Regions from separate parts of the Sus scrofa genome. Here region 1 is linked to region 2. The links are chromatin contacts, called in public Hi-C maps. All regions are on one chromosome and are shown on one strand. Each heading gives the region's core, a stretch centred on a gene start, on an enhancer-like site or on the middle of the called end of the contact. The rest is flanking DNA. Distances are from core to core; before and after follow the strand shown. Region 1 has its middle 58 kb from the start of USP24. Region 2 overlaps LOC102158888 (a long non-coding RNA gene).

What was found. Hi-C and Micro-C count contacts between places; a contact is called where the count stands out from the background.
Region 1: a Hi-C map of adipocytes shows a contact between it and region 2, with 2.9 times the contacts expected there. The contact joins two enhancer-like sites. A contact is called at or near these places in 2 of 47 Hi-C or Micro-C datasets (adipocytes and embryonic fibroblasts).

Annotation. Positions count from the first base shown.
Region 1 is chr6:157,160,711-157,165,203 of Sscrofa11.1, reverse strand. No RefSeq gene overlaps it. Among named protein-coding and RNA genes, the nearest start is that of USP24, 58 kb to the left of the region's middle. Within about 2 kb of position 3,108, at least 10 of the 83 cell types and tissues checked have an H3K27ac peak or open chromatin away from gene starts, as enhancers often do.
Region 2 is chr6:156,827,773-156,832,290 of Sscrofa11.1, reverse strand. The region is part of intron 1 of LOC102158888 (a long non-coding RNA gene); the gene reads left to right. Among named protein-coding and RNA genes, the nearest start is that of USP24, 390 kb to the left of the region's middle. Within about 2 kb of position 2,785, at least 7 of the 83 cell types and tissues checked have an H3K27ac peak or open chromatin away from gene starts, as enhancers often do.

The DNA of each region.
Region 1 (4,493 bases), core at 1,859-4,358, 330 kb before region 2:
ATATGTGTGTGGATATGGTGTTTGGTATAGTGAGCGCCTGGCACAAGGCTCCATAAATGGTAGCTGTTTTTACTCAGTATAGTTTAGTGTTACTTTCCTCCTACCAGCCTTTTTGAGGTGTAATTGACAAATAAAAATTTTATATATGTAAGGTGTACAGCCCAATGTTTCCATATACATATACATTGTGACATGATTGCTCCCGTCAAGCTGATGGAGTGACATATCCATCCCCTCACAGAGTTGCCATTGTGTGTGTGTGTGCGTGTGGTGAGAACACTTGAACTATACCCTCGGAAAATGTCCAATATACAATACAACATTATGAACTATCTACCAGCTCTGTCTTATCATCACTAGGCTATACATCAGGTCCCGGGTCACACTCATCTTGTAACTGAAAGCTGATACCCTTTGGCCAGGGTAACTCTCTGGTAACCACCATCCTACTCTGTTACTTTGAGTCTATTTTAGATGACACATGCAGGTGACACTGTACAGTATTTGTCAGTGTTCTTTAATTCTCACGTATAACGAAGACTTGCTGATTCATTGCGTAATTAGAGAACATACACTATACAGTTCGACAGGTGCCGAGACAAGGGAAACACAGGTTGAGATGGGTGCGTAGAGCAGGGACACCTTGCAGTCTAGGCAGAAAGCCTGGAGGAGGAGGGAACTATAAGCATACCACTGGAGGCTGAGTGGGATACAGCTGGTAGAGAAAGTATGTGTGTCTGCATGTGTGTTTGTGCCAGGGAGTCGGGGCTGAAGGAGGTCAGTGTTACGGGCGAGATCCATAAACGGGACAGGACAGCATCCGAGGTAATTTAGTAAACGTTTTAATGGAGGAGAGCCTGGAATGTAGGAGCCCGACAGTGTGCTGGGTCTGCTTCATGAAGTTATGGATGTGTAAAGCTGAAAGATGGGCTGCGATGCTTAAGCTTGTCCCCCTCAGACCTGAGTTTGAGTCCTTTTCTGCCTTTTAACAACCTTACCTTGGGTTAGATACCAAACTTCTCTCAGTCTCTGTTTCTTTCGTCTTTATAATAGGGATTAAAAATCCCTGCCTGACAGGATGGGCCATCTGAGATACATCAGAGACAATCAAGCAGTTAGCGAAAGGCAGGAAGGCAGGTGTCAGGGCTTTACTAGTGGGAGTGTTTTTTTTTTTTTTTTTCCCCTGCACCCACAGTATATGGAAGTTCCTGGCCAGGGGTGGAACCCTGGAACTCCGCGTCTCAGCAGCAACCCCAGCCACTGCAGAAATAACACCGGGTCCGTCCTTAACCCCCTGCATCACAGCAGGAACTTCTAGTGGGAGTGATTTTAATCTCTGGATGTGAGTTCTTACAATGTCACATCCGGCATCTGGCCCACAAAGGGACTTTGAGGTCATGCTGCCACCGCAGACACCCAGGTGGCAGCAGGCGGAGAGGACAAGAATAGCCAGGCGCTGGGACTGAAGGAGCCTGCGAGGGCAAAGAGCTGTGGCTGAGGTGGGGCCCAGCAAGCTGGTGCCTGCTGAAAGCCGCATGCACGGAGCTAGGCTGGAAGATTTGGACCCTCTCAGCTCTGCAGTGCTTATCCAATGAGCTCAGTCCTCCTGGGCCTCAGTTTCCTTAAATGAAAAATGCAGGGGAGGTTGGCATGGCAAATTTAATCCTCGTCTTAAATGGAGAACTAGATGGAGAAGAATTCAGAAGCTTTGTACAGTAGAAGAGAGAAAAGAGCCTTCAAATCAATCAGGGGTACCTGCTTTGTGAGACAGGGGAGTTGCAGCATGTGGGCCGTGGAATTGCTAGCCTCAGAACTTGCTAGGAAGCCCTGACCCTCGTGGTGTGCTTATTTTGTATGAGGCACCATACTAAGTGCCTCATGTGAATTTTATCATTTAACTCTCCAACAACCCCATAAGGCAGGGACTATTATTATCTTCATTTTATAGATGAAGAATCTGGCACAGAGAGGTTAGGTGATTTGTCCTAAGCCACACAGTTGTTAGTTGTGACCAGTGTCTCTTCCAGCTCTCGTAGTCTATCAACACTGAAAGCACTTTTTTTTTTTTTTTTTTGCTATTTCTTGGGCCGCTCCTATGGCATATGGAGGTTCCCAGGCTAGGGGTCCAATCGGAGCCGTAGCCACCGGCCTCCGCCAGAGCCACAGCAATGCGGGATCCAAGCCGCGTCTGCAACCTACACCACAGCTCACGGCAACGCCGGATCGTTAACCCACTGAGCAAGGGCAGGGACCGAACCCACAACCTCATGGTTCCTAGTCGGATTCGTTAACCACTGCGCCACCACGGGAACTCCAAGACTGAAAGCACTTTGAGCAGAGGAGCCTTATATTTCTTTTGAAAGCTCTAGGGCCTGGTAGGCTTTCAGACCATGCTTATTGCTTTGCTGAACTCAGTGGGTCCAGCTGCCCACAGTCACTTGGGGTCTCTAAAAAGCTTCTCACACCTGGATCCAGCCTCGGATCACTTACATCTGAATCTCTGGGGCTGGGGTCTGGCCACTTGGGCCTCTTGATTCTGGCTAAATACTCTGATTCTTCACCAAATAGTAGCCCTTTTTCCCTCTTCCTGCTTCTTGGCACTGGGAGGTGCTATTGGATAGTCTATGAAGTAATAGTCGCCTCAACCCAAGAAAGGCATTTCTTTTTGTTTTGAAATTTGTATATCTCCTCTTGAACTTGGAGAACTTGGGAGATGGACCTGAACTGGCCTTATCTGTGGCTCTTTTGAATGCTAACCATTGATGGTTAAGCAAGCAGATGTATGAAGTTTCTGGTGAGTCTGAAACTTTGTTTTGCTTTTAGCCTTTCTGCAGAAGCAGGAAGAGAAGGTTTGCCAGGCATCATGTGAGGTTGGGCGGTCTGAATAATAGGTCCCCAAAGGTGTCCACGTCCTCATTCCCAGAACCTATGACTGTGTTATGTTACCTGGCAGAAGGGACCTTGCAGATGTGATTGTTAATGATCTCAAGGTGCGGAGATGATTCTGGGCTCTCCCGGGGGCGGGAGGCGGGGATGCAGTGTACTCACATGAGTCTGCAAAAGCTGGAAGGGGATGCAGAAGGGCATGTGAGGATGGAAGTAGAGCCAGAGTCAGAGAGGGTTTGAAGATGCTTTGTTACTGGCACTGAAGCTAGAGGAGGAGGCCACAAGTCATGGGATAAAGGGAGCCTGTAGAAGCTGGAAACAGGTTTTCCACTAGAGTTTCCAAAAAGAACACAAACCTGCTGACATTTTGATTTTTAGCCTAGTAAAATCCATTTTGGGTTTCTGACTTCTAGAACTGTAAGATAATAAAATTGTGTTAACTACTATATTTATGGTAATTTGTAATAGCAGCAATATGAAACTCATACATGAGGAATACCTGAAATACTCCCAAAGATAGACATTACTGTTTGGCTACCTAATGGCCATTTCTTTTCTTTTTTTCCCCCCTCATTTATTTATATTTATGGCCATTTCTAACCACTTCCTCCCTTGCTTTATTCCCAGATACTCAGATTTTCAGACTATCATGTGACCCCATGTGTCAAAAGGAAAAGTCAGCAGGGGCAAGAGTCCTGATAAAAGAATGTAGGTACTCAATGAGAGCTCTCTTTCACTGTCTTAGCCACGCCTGGGTTTCTTTCTTTTTTTTTTTTAATTATTTTTTTTGGTCTTTTTGCTATTTCTTGGGCCGCTCCTGCGGCATATGGAGGTTCCCAGGCTAGGGGTCGAATCGGAGCTGTAGCCTATGCCAGAGCCACAGCAACGCTGGATCCGAGCCGCGTCTGCAACCTACACCACAGTTCACGGCAACGCCGGATTGTTAACCCACTGAGCAAGGGCAGGGACCGAACCCGCAACCTCATGGTTCCTAGTCGGATTCGTTAACCACTGCGCCACGACGGGAACTCCCACGCCAGGGTTTCTTACTTTGGAAACTTACTAGGTCTAGAGCTGCAGCAGCCATCTTGGGACCATGAGGTGAAAGTCCCCATCCATCCGTAGGACTAGAAATCATTGTTAGGTCAGCCCAATGCATTCTAACTGTTATAGTTCATCTTCTAAGATGTGACCCTAATTGCTCTTTCAGGAGCTGCACAATTTCCTCCAGAGAATCACATAAAATCAATAAATATTTATTGACTACCCAGGGCTCCAGGTTGAGCATTGGGACGAAGACATGGATTAAGCAGTCCTGTTCTGGAGGAGTTCACAATGTGTTAATAAGATCTTTGGTTACGAATGTGCCAGAAACCCGACTTTACAGGGGTGATGTAAGAATCAAAGGAGACGAGAAATAAATCTAAGGTAATTAGCATAGGGCTTAATAAATGGTGGTGTACTACAGTTATTAGAGGACTTCCAGTTTAGAAAGCTCTTTTATATGTTTTTCATTTTAACTTTCATCTTCACAAAGATCTTGAAAATAAGTAGAATAAAACTGTTACTTTCCATTTACAGATGAGGAAACAGGGTCTCAGATTTCA
Region 2 (4,518 bases), core at 1,536-4,035:
CTTGTGTAGTTGTCCCTTAGGGTCCTGCTTGTGCTTTGTTCTCCAACCTCATCTTCAGACTACAGATTCATGGGAAAAATGCCAGGCAACTGGAAAACTGTGTAGTTCTTCAAACACAACACTGCATTTCCCATCCTCTTCTTTGAGCATAGTGTTCTTCTGTCTGGAATGCTCTCTCCCTTTATCCCCTCCCTCCCCATTCTTCTTCAGATAGTCAGCTCAGTATGTCTCTTAAAAATTCTGTCTTTATATCTACTTCTTGGAAGCTTTCCATGCCCCCCCCCCGCCCACCAGTCTGGGGTAAGTTTTACTCTTTCTTATTCTCATTGAATCCTCTTGTTCTATTATTTAAGCTCTTGTATCACATTTATTGAAATTGTTGACTCACTGGTTTTAACCTCCCATCAGTGTGTAAATTCTTAGAAGTTTAAGTTTAAAGTAAAAATGCTATCATTGGCCTAACAGTGTTTGGCACAGAGTAGATCCTACATTCCAGTTAACTAAATTAATTAGTCAAAGAGGAGTGAGTTGAAGGGAACTCAAATGTTGTGTAAAATGCAGAAACGGGGCTGAGGAGCGGGCAAGCTGACCATGAAGCATTAGACAAATGGGGAGGTACATTGTCCAGGGTTAACAGGGATGCTATTTACAAGAGGTCCTAGTATGTGTTTTAGGAGAGATGAGGATTGGAGCCATTCGGTCTAATCGCTGATCCTAGGACGAGGGTCCCTTTCAGTGAGAAATAATGGAATAATGTGACCATGTATCCTGTAGGTAAGTGTAAATACTGGATAGAAAAGGAACTCATTTCAAGAGGAGCAAGTTGGGGCATCCACTTGGCCTTTGACACAGGTCAGTGGTTAGTGTGGAGTGATGGAGTGAGCAAATCTCAGTGCAGGATCTTTTGAATTGTCTTCTAGTATGAACCCAGGGAATTGAGTAGTATTCCAAGGGAGACAGGGACTGTGGGGAACTGAAAAATGAAATCAAGTTAAAGAGTCAAACTGCTAGAGATGCTGTTGGGTACCAGAAAAACTAGAAGTTTAACACACATGGAGGAGGGTACTTCACCACCCTGGGATGATAGCAGGAGCCCTATATGCAGTGACTGTTGGGGTAAATGGATAACTTATTCCTATTGGCCACTCTGGCAAGACAATCCAAATCCTTCATAATATTCAGCCCTAGGTGCCATTCTGTGTCTCAGTTCTGAACCAGTTCTGTGACCTATATTCCTACCTCCTTCCAAGTTGCTTCAGATCTCCTGGTCTCTGACCTTGATGAAGTTCTCCTTGCACAACTTGCCTCACTCAACTGATTTCATTCTGGACCCCACTTGCTTGGTGCTGATCCCATGGCCTCGAGACACTAATTCTGGTCATCCAGCTGATTACCCTGCCTCTTGTCTCCAGCAAACATCGTTTGCTGCCAGTGCACCCCAATTCCAGCCCACTCTTTCCTCATGCTTTCTTCTTTCCCTCTTCCCAATAGACTTGTGCAAGTCCTGTAACTGAAAACCAGAGACAAATGACTTCATATCAACACAGATAATGTTATAACAGTCCATAACCAGTTCTCTAAGCATTTAACCTTTTCTGAACCTCCTGCTGAAGGAGGGGTCTTGGCTGGCCATGTTGATGCTACACACTCACCTCCCTGTCCAGCACCATTTAGGTTACTGGTGGGCACCTGATTCAAGGGCAGTTGTGTGTAGGAGAAGAGCTGGGACAACTAGAGTGTCCCTTGAGAGAGATTCAAAGCATGCAGTTCAGCAGTGGTGAGTGATTGCATTTTAGGTTGATTACATGTGGTAGCCAAGCAGAGAAATCTGGAGGCAGAGAAGATTGGGAGATGCTAACAGGTTCACATAGAGGCCCCATAGTTGTACTGATGCCTGTTTATGTTCTATGAGGTCCCTCCACGTTTTATTTCCATGCCATATCTATTTATTTCTTTTACTGCCACCCTAGTTTTTGTTTTATTTTGATTTTGTTTGTTCAGGTATGATCTATCAGGGAGTTCCCTGGTGGCCTAGTGGTTAGGATACAGCACTTTCACTGCTGCGGTCCAGGTTCAGTCTCTGGTCTGGGTGGGAACTGAGATCCCACATCAAGATGCTGCATGCCATGGTCAAAAAAAAAAAAAAGTTAATAACCTATTGTTTTTGCAACCAAAGAGCCCTACCTGGGAATGAGGATGTGAAGTGGGGTGAAAAAGCTATTAGTCAGAGGGGTTAGAGCATCGGAACTGAAATTTGCTGAAAATTTGAGATGAACAGGGTGAATCTGGGAAGGAAGAGTTTGGCAGAGGGCAGATGCCAAGATTAAGTGCAGAGGAAGGCTGTGGTGATCTTTTGGGACCAGGAGAGACACCATCACGAGCATTCTGATTAGAGAGGAAGGACTGGGATGCGACTTCCACGCTGGAACTTGAACCATTTTTGGGGCCCCTCTTCTTGACAATCACCACAGGCTGGCATGGCGTGGGTAAGCTCTTCACTAGTGTTGGTGTTTAATGTGCCAGGCACTGGAACAAGAGTTTGACATGCAGAAATCTGTTAATTCTCACCATATTTTGAAGTATGTCTTATTAAATTTCCATTTTACAGATGATGAAACTGAAATTTAGGAAGGCTAAGCTACCTGTTCCAAATCACACAGTGAAAGTGGTGGAACCAGGATCTGAAAGGAGGTCTGGATGTGCCGAAACACATGCTCTTTAGCCTGACTCTGTGCCTCCTTCACCCATGGGTCACAGCGTACTTTGATTTAAGCCTATGTGCTGACTCTCCTGCTTTCAAGCGGCTGCTGTGAAAAGGCACATAGTTTCCCATGCCCTGTTCCTCTTTCTATAGCCAGGTCCTGTTGGATCTGGGAGGTGCTGTTCTCTACAAATGCTGCCAAGAGGCATTACCAAAATGTGAAATGATTTTCTTTTGGAGGAAAAATACATGAGTAATAAGAACTGGATTCCAAAAGCAACAAGCATTGGACTATTTTTTGTTCTTGAAGAAATGTTAAACTTGAAAGGGCAAAGCTCTTAAATAGCCTTTTGAAGTTCAGACTATTTTTTAGCCTTTCAAACTTATAAAGGATGAGACTAGCATTTAAATATGTGGGATGTATAGAGTCCTGTCACCCTGGGAAGAAGGAATGATACACAGTGTAGTACAAGGGAAGCCAAGATGCATTTTCTTAGTTATTCTGACTGCCTGGGTACCTTCAAACTTCTCAAGGGAGGCAGGAAATTTTCCTCCAAGTTTCATTTATTTCACTGTAATTTCAAAAGCTGTGGTTATCCCTGAGGTAGCCTGGGTCCATTGGAGCTACTTGCTTGCAGAGGGAACTGGGCCAAGATTCTTCTTTTTTCCTGGGCCTCAGCTGCACTTCTGCCAAATGAAGACAATTGTACCCATACCACAGGTCCACTTAGGATGGGAAATGGTGAGACATGGAAAGGCTCTTTACAGTGGAAAGGGCTCTTTAAGTGTAGGGGGTTATTATCACACATTCTTCTTGGCCATGTTTTCTATTACGGATGTGGTTTTGGCCTGCAGAAATGGCAGCAAAGGACATTCATCCATTCAAGAATTACCCTTTGTCATCTACTATGTATTGCTCATCATTTTATCTGAAGAGCCTAACGGTGACTTAGAACATGCAAGCCTTCCTTCCTGGGGTGTAGTCTGGCTAGAACACAATTCAGTTTTTGAGAAAGATCCTGACATAGAGGAATACTTGGAAGTGTTTTCTCATCCACATCTGAGGAGGGAAAAAATAATGCTTTTTAATCTGGTGCTTCATATGTTGAAGCTTTAACCCTCCAGTACCTCAGAAAGTGACTGTATTTAAAGATAGTTGTTTTTTTTTTTGTTTTGTTTTTTTTTGTTTTTTTTTTTACAGGCATTGAAGGTAAAATTAGGTCACATGAGTGGGCACTCGTCCAATATGACTGGTGTCCTTCTAAGAGGAGGAGATTAGGATACAGGCCTGCACAAGCATGGACAAAAGACCAAGCAGAGCCAGAGAATGGAGATGGCTGCCTTGCAACCCCAGGAGAGAGGCCTAAGGATATGCCCTCTTGGCAACACCTTGATCTTAAACTTCTAGCCTCTGGAACTATAAGAAAATTCTTTTCTATTGTTTAAGCCACCCAGTAGGTGGTACTTTGTTATGGCAGCCCAAGCAGACTAATGTAGGCATTAAGAATACAGGTAATGAATATTTACTGAATGAATGAAAATGAGACTTTGCTGAGCCCTGATCCGTGGGTAGCAGTTAGCCAGGATAAGGGTGTGTGTGAGGGGGTGGAGGGATGGCTAGAGTATTCCAGGCCAAGGGGACAGGGAGAAAGCGTGGAGGCTTGCAAGCACAACCACGGCATAGAGAACATGGCTGGTGGAGGAGGTGTAGGTGAAGGGGCAGTCAGGGACCTGTCAAGCTAGGCCACGTAAGCCAGGCTCAGGAGTAATTAGAATCCCTCCAGGGGCCCACGATGCCCCCCAGAGAAGATACAGTT